2 separate regions of the Mus musculus genome follow, and region 2 is linked to region 1. A link is a contact called in public promoter capture Hi-C data. All regions are on one chromosome and are shown on one strand. The core of a region is the stretch at or near the end of the contact, and the rest is flanking DNA. Distances in the headings are between cores, read along the strand shown.

Region 1 (4,631 bases), core at 1,286-3,785:
AAAACCTGTCTCGAAAAACAAAACAAAACAAAACAAAACAAAACAAAATTACTGTTCTTGCCTCAGCTGCTTGGAGGAACCTCACTGAATCACTATGGCCATAGAATCCAGGCTCCACCTATTTTCCATCAGTCCTACCCAGAATTCCCAGGGAAGATGAAGAAACCATGGCTACAATATTTTATTAAATAAAGAGTCCATTGTGCCACCTTCTTCCAGCTTCTAACTGTCCTTGACACCTTTGGCTTCTCCTGGTGGCTTTTCTACTCTGGCCTTTGACCCTGCCTGTGGTCAGGTGCTGGACCCTTCTCCCGTTCCTTCCTCTGGCTGTCACACCTGGGAATCTGGGCAGAGATGCCTTTTCTCTTCCCTCGCTTCCCACCTTTTGAGTCTCTTCCTACAGCTTCCAGGTGGGAAGCCACCATCTACAGAAAGAGTCTTGGGTTGTACCTCCAGTGTCCCTCTGTCCAGGACTTGAGATCACAACCTTCTCTAGCTGTCCACCCATAACCTGGATTCATCCCCCACGCCCCGCCAGACACACACCAGTTGGTGTGTTTTCTTCTGAACTCCCCCTGTGGCCAATACACTCCCACCCACCCTTGTCTCTCAGCCCAGAACTTCACAGTCAGCCCCAGACACGGAGTACCTTTGGGTTTCTTGAAGAGCAAGATGCTGCTTCCATGCCTGGAAGTTTCTGCTTATGTCTACTGTTCTAGCTATTCGGATGTTCTATTGTAGGCACTTAGGACTCGTATAGTGTCTGCTACATTTCATGATAGTGAATAAATTTCACAAAAGCATATTAGGCTTCCTATAAATCTGTCCTCATTCCTCAATGGCCCTCCCATCTCCTGTCTTCCTAACCTGTCCTGGTCTCCCGTGTCTGCCCTAGGGACACCTCCATGTCACCACCAGACTCAGTGGAAATCCTTACTCCGCCCTTGGCTATTAGTGCAGATCTGAACTCAGTTCCTTGTACTTGCAGGCAAGCACTTCACTGGCTGAGCCGCCTCCCAGTTCCAGCTCCAGGCCCCCGGCTCCCAAAGGTGTTTATTTGTGTGGGTATTTATTTTGTCCAGTCTTGGTCACACCGCATCCTCAGGGGCTGGGCACAGTTCATAAATCTTGAGGCAAGCGATGGAGGGAAGGAGGCAGCTAAGCGTCCATATCTCAGCCACCGACCCAGGGAAGTCAGCGCCTGTGGATTCTGACCATATCGAACAGCCTTGTGCCCAGCTGCTTTATCCACAATTCCGGACATGCTCGATCTGTCACAGATACATTCCCACAACCTGAGCTGTCTTGTGCGGGAAATCACCCCACAGCATTTAATCTGTTGCTGTTTAAAACATGTTGCCTCTAGGTTGCAGACACCGCTAGAGCCACAACCATGAACCTAAACTCTTGGCATCACTTGCTGTTTCTCATAGTCCCCCTCAGCCGGAAGTCCCCAAACTGTGTGCCTTTTCTATTTAGAAAGAGTTTCTAACCCTTTCTCCATTCACCCTAGCTTGACAGGGTTGAGGGCATGGTTGCCCTGGCTGGTGGTGACCCCAAGTTACAAGCTAGCAGCAAGGAGGTTGCTGTGGGGCTTCCTCAGTATGTGTTCTGTGGAATGGGGTTAGAGGGATTCAGCAAATTCTAGCACCCTGGGCATAGATAATCACTTTGTTATGTGAGAACTGGGGGTTGCAGGATTGTGCGCACTACAGCAGAGAGAGCCCCCTCTCTCCTTCTTGCTTGGTAAGAGTCTTTTTCTCAGCCAAGATCCTCATCACCCAGCGAAATCCCATAACTTTAGAGGGACTAGACTGGAAAGGGTGATCTGAGCTCTTGGGAAGGTGCGAGCCCAGCCCGCATGGCTCAGCCAGCCAGAGCTTGGGAGTGCCTGAGACACTCTCTGGCGCCACTTCACGACCAAAAGCATCAGTAGATGATAGGCCCCTGGGAAGTCGTCGTGGAAAGAAATTACAAATCTTTTTCCCAGAGGCTTTTCGCAGAAAGGCAGGAGCTGCACCCGATCTTACAATTGTGTAAGAATAGAATCCAGGATGCCAACTGCAATTGAGTTCTGAAAAATTGGGAGCCCGATTTCCCTCTCTTACTTGTGAGAGCCCACTCAGGTCTGAGGTGGTCCCAGAGAACACACCAGGATTACATCTGCTGACACCCAGCCTGTGAGGGTCCCCCAGTTTCCTTGAAGGATTTGATCCCCAAAGCTCACTGAACTTGGTCAGCTTCTCCATTGCAGATAAACTCCTGTTTTTCACCGAGAGTGGAGGTGGCACCCTCCCTGAGGTGGACTCTGCACAGGCGCCGAACAGGTGGGAAGGAAGCTCTTTAGATAAAGAGTAAGACCCATGCAAAGTGCCCCCCTGGGAGGGGCTATCCTCATTCACTGGGACGCTTCCCTTCTCTCCGGAGGGCCACATCAATCGGTGGTCCCTCCAGTGGCTGCCTCTGAGCACGTGTCCTGCTGGACTGCGTCAGCACTGGGTAAACAGATGACTGGCTGCGAACCGGGAGGAGCTATTTAAGAGCAGTCACCCTCCCGCCTGCCCTCAACTTAGCTGGACTGCAGCCTTCTCCGCTGGAACTCGCCAAGCCAGCTGATTTCCCCATCCAAAGGTAAGTAGCTGGCTGATCCAACAATCTTGAGTGTGAAGAATATTGGCCTGCAGCTTTGCACCTCTTGCTGTTTAGTCTTTCCTTTTTCTGTGCCTTCCCTCCCTTGACAGCTAGAAAGATTTCCTGAAGTCAGAAATAGCCTTAAAATGCATCTGGGTGGGTACTGCTGCGGAGAGACTTGTTGTATGTTCTGTTTACAGCAAGGCTGGGAATAGCCACTCTTAGGGTTTCTCTGCTGTTCGGAGCACTTTGCAATCATTTAAAAGAAACTACCTAGAGGTTTAAAGATTTATGCCCATTTTCTAAATGCTGCATTAAAAAAATTTTAAGGCTTTGGGGAATAAAAACACATCATTATGATACAGCACCCATCTGCTCAGTTCTCAAGTGTAGCAGGGCTTTGGCCACATCTGAGGACTGGGCACAGATTTCTGGCTTTTGCTTTGTATAGTGACTTCCCGTAAAACGCAGAAGAATCTATATAAATACAGCTTCTTTTTATGGGCCCACACTTAAAACGGCGTTTCCCAGTGTCCTGACATTTTTAATGTAGTGAATAAATTTAATCTCTCACATTTCTCTCCAGAAGTATCCTCCCCGTGTTTGTCTGTCCGTTTGTCTTTCTGTGTCTCTCTCTGTCTCTCTGACTCTCTCTCTCTCTCTCTCTCTCTCTCTCTCTCTCTCTCTCACACACACACACACACACACACACACACACACACACACACACACGCTTCATTCTGCTTTTCTGGTTAGAAGAGAGATGAGCTACAAAGGCGTCCTGGAACTTCAGGAAAGCAAGAGGAAACGCTGCTTCTGATCAGGGCAGAAAAATCGGGACTCTGCGGGATTCCCAGGTCCCAGGTGTGGATAACACAAAAGCCAGGCAGAAATTATCGCGGTGGCCAGGGCGCATCTAGGAACTTCGCTTGGCTACGGTTGAGCCAGTCTGACCCGGCTGCAGCCCCCATGTTCAGCCTCAGCCGACTTCTGTGTGCGGGACTTTGGGCTGGAGCACGCTGAGGCCAGTCTTTGGTTCACTCTCCTCGCCTTTGCTTCCCATAGCCATGAAGAGCGGCGTATGTCTGTGCGTGGTGATGGCAGTCCTAGCTGCTGGCGCCCTGGCGCAGCCGGTAGTCCCTGCAGAAGCTACGGACCCCGTGGAGCAGCGGGCGCAAGAGGCGCCCCGAAGGCAGCTGCGGGCTGTGCTCCGGACGGACGGCGAGCCCCGAGCGCGCCTGGGCGCACTGCTAGCGCGATACATCCAGCAGGTCCGCAAAGGTAAGGGTGTCCGCTCCCCGTCAGGCTTCTGCTGCGGCTCCAATCTTGATCCTTTCAGCACTGGCAGGGAGGAGGAAACAGAGGACGCACAAGGAGCAAAATTTTCACTTTTCTTCCCTGAGGTACGCTGCACAGCGCTGAGCAGTAGACAGGCGGTGTTCACAGGGGAGGTGGGCGGAGGGCTTACCTCGTTGGTAAGGGAAGCCGGCTAACAGACCCTTTTCTGAACTGATTTTGACACTGTCTTCGGATGAAATATAAAACCGTTTTAGGACAACATTAAAAAATAATAATAATCAAGTGCTGGTAAGATTCCTTAGATCCGCCCTATCGCTTCTGCTGGGGGCCACCAGGCTCTGACCTTGGGAACCCCTCAGGCAGGAAGTGGGTCGGCGCTGAGACAGCCTGAGATCTGAAAAGAGCCGGAGGCCTTGTGCACCTCTCCCCCAGTACAGAGCAGGAGGAAAGGGTCAAAGGGCCAAGAGCGTCCCCTTGACTGCAAGCAGGGGGCTGACCTCACAGGGAGAGTTCTATCTTACCTTTCTGTAGCTGTTGGAACGCTGAGCTTCTCCGCTTTGGAAGGCCTTTCCCATGAATCCCATGGGCGATTCTGCGCCTTGCCCTTTGAATGTTTCTTTCTGTGCCCAAACCTCTCATTGTAGAGAAAAGATGAGAGCAGAGCGAACCAGATCCCCTCCCAGCTCTGGAATTCCGAGGGT
Region 2 (4,631 bases), core at 797-3,296, 210 kb before region 1:
CTACCAGCCTCCTGAACACTGGTGTGAATACTGGTGTGAATACTGATAACAGGTGTGAGGCACTACACTCCTGTCTTAGTTAGGGGTTTACTGCTGTGAACAGACACCATGGCAAAGGCAAGTCTTATAAAGGACAACATTTAATTGAGGTTGGCTTACCGGTTCAGAGGTTCAGTCCATTATCATCAAGGCCGGAACATGGCAGCATCCAGGCAGGCATGGTGCAGGAGGAGGTGAGAGTTTTACATTTTCGTCTGAAGGCTGTTAGCAGAATACTGGCTTCCAGGCAGCTAGGATGAGGATCTTAAAGCCCACACCCACAGGGCCACACCTTCTAATAGTGCCACTTCCTGGGTCGAGCATATACAAACCATCACAACTGCTAAATCTAGAGTTTTCTAGGTCTAATACCAAATATCCTCTATGTAGACAGAGCACACAGTGGACAGGGTGTTGGTCTCCTTCATGTTTTTCTCCTTTGTGAATGTTATGAACTAGCCTTGTTGGGACTTGTTACAGACAAGCCCTGACTTGGTGTGGGAGGGAACCATGGCATGACTTGAATACCAGAACACAATAATGCCCAAAGGCTATCTTAGGCTGTCACAAGTCTTCCTGTGTTCGTTTTGTAATTTGTCTGTGGTTACATAAGCCCTGCTTCCATTTCCACCCACCAGAGAAGTGTCGTTTAGAAGTCTTCACTCAGCTCAGGTCTCTCCATGTACCGTGTCTATCCAGCTGCTAGGTTGGCACCCACTGTAGGCTTCTCCGCAGAGATGGAATGGATAGGCTCTCTCTGACTATATGGTGGTTTATGAGGGGAACATGCTCATGTGGTGACAGAGGCTGAGAACCAGGGGAGCCAGTTCTGGGGTTCACTGACTTGCACTTGGCCTCAGAATCAGGGGAGCTGGGACTGGGGATGTGGCCCAGTGGGTAGTGCTCTTGTCTAGAAGGCAGGAAGCCCTGGGGTTGAGCTCCAGAGCCACACAACCTTGCTGTGGAAGCACACACACATCGGTAATCCCAGCGCCCAGCAAATGGAGTTTGTAGGATAGCCTTCAGAGTCAGCCTGCTACACAGTGAATTCAAGGTCAGCTTGGGATACACAAGACCCTGTCTCAAGGGATAAAAATGAAGTATCCGTGAAGCTGATGATGTAACATTAGTGAGAAGCTGAGGTCCTGAGAACCAGAGCCGGGACGTTCCAAGGAAAGCCTGGAGTTCTGATGTATGAAGAGGGTGACAGGCCTGACCCGGGGTTTTGTAGTTCAGTTATTCTATCAACAGAGATACATCCTCAGCCCCACAGAGTTCTGTGCACAAGCAAATGTCTCTGAAACACACAAACTCTCCCTTGCCCAATGGCCTGAGACTTGGAGAAGCTTTTCCTGAGCCCCAACTCCAAGACAACTGTTCCTGTAAATTCTCTTTGGAACCCATGCTTCTGTGAAGCATAACTCGTGTTTAAACACCAGAATTCCTGCCTGGTGCCCTACCCCCTTCTCTTGATTTGGTTTCTGTGTTCACACTTCCTGTGTACGCAGTGCGCGGCAAACAGCGGTGCTCAGCACTTGTCAAAACAGTAAGGGCCTAACTGTGCTACCCAATCTCCCTCCAGCCTCATAGCGAGGTGTGTGTGGCTCAGGGATCGGACTTTGGCACCTCCTCCAGGCTGGCAGAAGGCTGTGCTCTTCGGATCCTCTATCTCGGGCCTCTTGCCCAGCTGCGTAGCCTGCAAGAACCCACGCCCAGGGAGTGTCACTCCAGTCACACGGGGCCTAGACGCCTCTGGAGAACAGCCCTGTCCGCTCCAGGCCAGGCATCGTGGGGACGTCGGAGCCTCTTCTCACCGCTCGAGGTGAGACTCGCACGTGGGCCTGGGGACCTGCGGAAGAGACGCGGGCTGAGGGGAGCAAACCCGGGCCAGCCCTGGTAGATTCACTCAATTCCCGGGTCTGAACAACTGGACAGCAGAGACGCCCCACGATTGGTCTGTTTGGCGTCGCTTAGCAGCAGCGAATGGGAGCTCACGGTGTGCGCATGAGCACCACATCCTGCCTCCTACAGCCGGGCCGCGGGTAACCTGCACCCCGCCGGCCGCCGGGGTGGGCTGCGGTGGCCGAGGCGGAGGTCGGCCGCGGGGGCGAGGTGAGGTTAGCGGGCCAGGCGGGCGTGGAGAGGTGGGGTCGGGGTCTAGGCCACCGGGCTGCAGCCCGGGCCGGTGGGACTCCGCCGAGGCCCGGCCCCCTGCACGGTGCGTACCGGCTGGGATGCGCTGCCCGCTGTGCCTGCTGCCCGGGGCGGGGCCGGGGCGTGTCTCGGGAGGGCGGGGCGGTGGTTCCCTTTATGTAGACTGAACTCTAGTCCTGTCACTTGCTTCTTTTGAGAGCAAACTTTCCTTAGTCTGCTGGTCTAGCAGAACTTGGCTTCTTCAAGGCCTGGTCACCCCTACACCAACTTTCCTGGACTTGGATAAGCCGGGACAAAGAACCTGCAGAGCAGAGCGGGGGTCAAGCTTGCAAAAAGCCAAATCCAGGGAAGGAACTGAGTTACCTCTGATGAAAGGTGCCGTTACAGTTTGCGGTCTTGTGAAACGGAGCCCCATGTAACTCGAGTTTGGCCTTGAGCTTGGGATCCTCCTGCCTCCACTCCCCGCCCCGCAAGTTCTGGGATCACAGGTGTATGGCCTCCATGCCCAGCTCGGTTGGTGTAGCGGGTGACAAGATCAGAGAAACTAAAGCAACCCTCAGTGCAGAGCCAATGCTAGAGCAACGTGTCTGTAAAAGTCTACACAGAGAGTTTATTCAGGTAAAGAACTTGTCAGGGAAATGAGAACGGGGACAGCTTTGCATAGCCTGACACTGATATACAGGATTCATTCGCACCGCAGCTTTCTCAGGAAGACAGTTGTAGACAGGTCCCTAGAGATGCCTCGTAAATGTTTAGTGGACAACAGAGAGGACATCTTGAGGTCTCATAAAGAATTTCAGATCAAGGCTGGGGTGATGGTGCACATCTTTAATCCCAGCACTCAGGTGGCAGAGATAGAGGCAGTGCATAGCCAGACAAGACAACTGACTTTAGAGTATAATACACTAGGTAAGGAGAGGTGGTTTTATTTTATTTTAGAGAGGGTCTCACTCTGTAGTCCTGGCTGGTATGAAACTTACTGTGTAGGCCATGCTGGCCTGGGTCTGCCTGCCTCTTCTAAATCCTGGGATTAACGGTGTGTGCCTCTGAGCTTTAACTCCAGCAGTTTACTCACCACTTGGTTCTGTTTTAGGCAGGCTGTCCTGCAGCCTAAACTGCCCTTTAACATGCCACTCGCCTGGGGGTGACTTTGAACTCCTGACCTTCCTGCCTCCACCCCACCCCCCAAGTGCTGATATTATGAGCTTAAGCCACCACACTCTGCATTTCAAGGGGCACTTGTAGGGACCCTTCCTCTACCAGCAAGTCTCTGATTAGAGATTGTTTTTGTTTTTAAACATAGTCTCACTATAGCCCAAGTTCTCTGGTGCTGGGATTACAGGTTTGAGACCCACACTGCCTCTGGTTAGGTGTTGGCAGTTCTGCGGTGGAGAGGGCGTCTTTAGAGAGACAATAGCTGAGAACTCGGAGGTTTGGTTTTGAGGTCCACATACTGTGGAAAGAGTATGGAACTGGGAGACTGAAGTCTGCTTCTACCTCCTGATCCTTAGTTTTCCTCACCTGCGAAGTGGGTCCAAGGAAGCTCTGAGCACTTAGTAGCATTATCCATACGAAGGTCTTAGTCCCTCTGCATCCTTGGGAGATTGGGCTCAACCCATTGCATACAGTGGCTTCGTGTTTATAGAAATCTGTGCATATTCCCCGTGTGCCTCGGACAATATCTGCATTAATTAGAACATCTACATAGTGTGCTGTGTGTGTGGTTGCTGCATATTACATTGCTTAGGGAATCGTGGCAAGTCTGTACATACTCAGTACAGAAGCAGTTGTTTTGTTTTGTTTTAAAAATATTTTCCATCTGAGGTCGGCTGCATCTGCAGGTGCAGCACCCACAAATATTGAAGAAGGTAGGTGGAGTTCTTCTCAGCCCTTTGACTAAGATCAAGTACAGAGGGACGCCATGATATTCTTCGTATCCAGCTCAGCTATCTTCTGCTCTCAGCTCTTAGCGATGCCGTAGTTGGTCCCTGTCTCCTTCTGTATCTCATCCACGAGCAGCTTGGAGCCTAGAAGATCCCAAGCTGGAAATCAGGTCTCAAATCTTGTATCAGAGAGTGAATCCATCACGGGCTTACTGTCCCCTTAGCATGCTTTCCTCAGTACTACGCCTGTGAAGGGCGCTGGTACCTGGCTGTACTAAATTCAGCTCCTTTTGCTACGTTAAATTTGTATTTTGCCCCTTGCTTGTATCCTTACGTTGGGGAGATTTGAGTGGAAGATAAAGAGTAAATGTGAGAGGAAAATAAGAATAAAAGAGTGGCTTTGGTATAGCAACAAAGTGTGTGTGTACATCAGGGACAGTCTGTGATGTATGTATGACAGGGCAGGACAGTCTGTGATGTATGTGTGACAGAGCAGGACAGTCTGTGATGTATGTATGACAGAGCAGGACAGTCAGTGATGTGTACAGAGCAGGA

The links. Capture Hi-C pulls out chosen DNA fragments and counts their contacts.
Region 2: a promoter capture Hi-C map of pancreatic islet shows a contact between it and region 1. The contact joins the promoter of Sec22c here to the promoter of Cck in region 1. A contact is called at or near these places in 3 of 39 promoter capture datasets (cranial neural crest, embryonic stem cells and macrophages), 1 of 15 datasets of contacts at CTCF or cohesin (the NIH/3T3 cell line), 11 of 115 datasets of contacts at active chromatin or transcription factors (bone marrow-derived macrophages, craniofacial prominence, embryonic basal ganglia and 6 more) and 4 of 9 other capture datasets (adipose tissue, embryonic stem cells, macrophages and 1 more).

Annotation. Positions count from the first base shown.
Region 1 is chr9:121,493,598-121,498,228 of GRCm38.p6, reverse strand. Cck (cholecystokinin) reads left to right here and starts at 2,535. Exons shown (of 3, transcript NM_031161.4): 1 at 2,535-2,631; 2 at 3,697-3,912. The coding sequence starts at 3,699. It overlaps Gm38661 (a long non-coding RNA gene), which reads right to left. Exons shown (of 5, transcript XR_001779325.2): 1 at 4,452-4,631.
Region 2 is chr9:121,702,444-121,707,074 of GRCm38.p6, reverse strand. Sec22c (SEC22 homolog C, vesicle trafficking protein) reads left to right here and starts at 2,046. Exons shown (of 7, transcript NM_001164562.1): 1 at 2,046-2,151.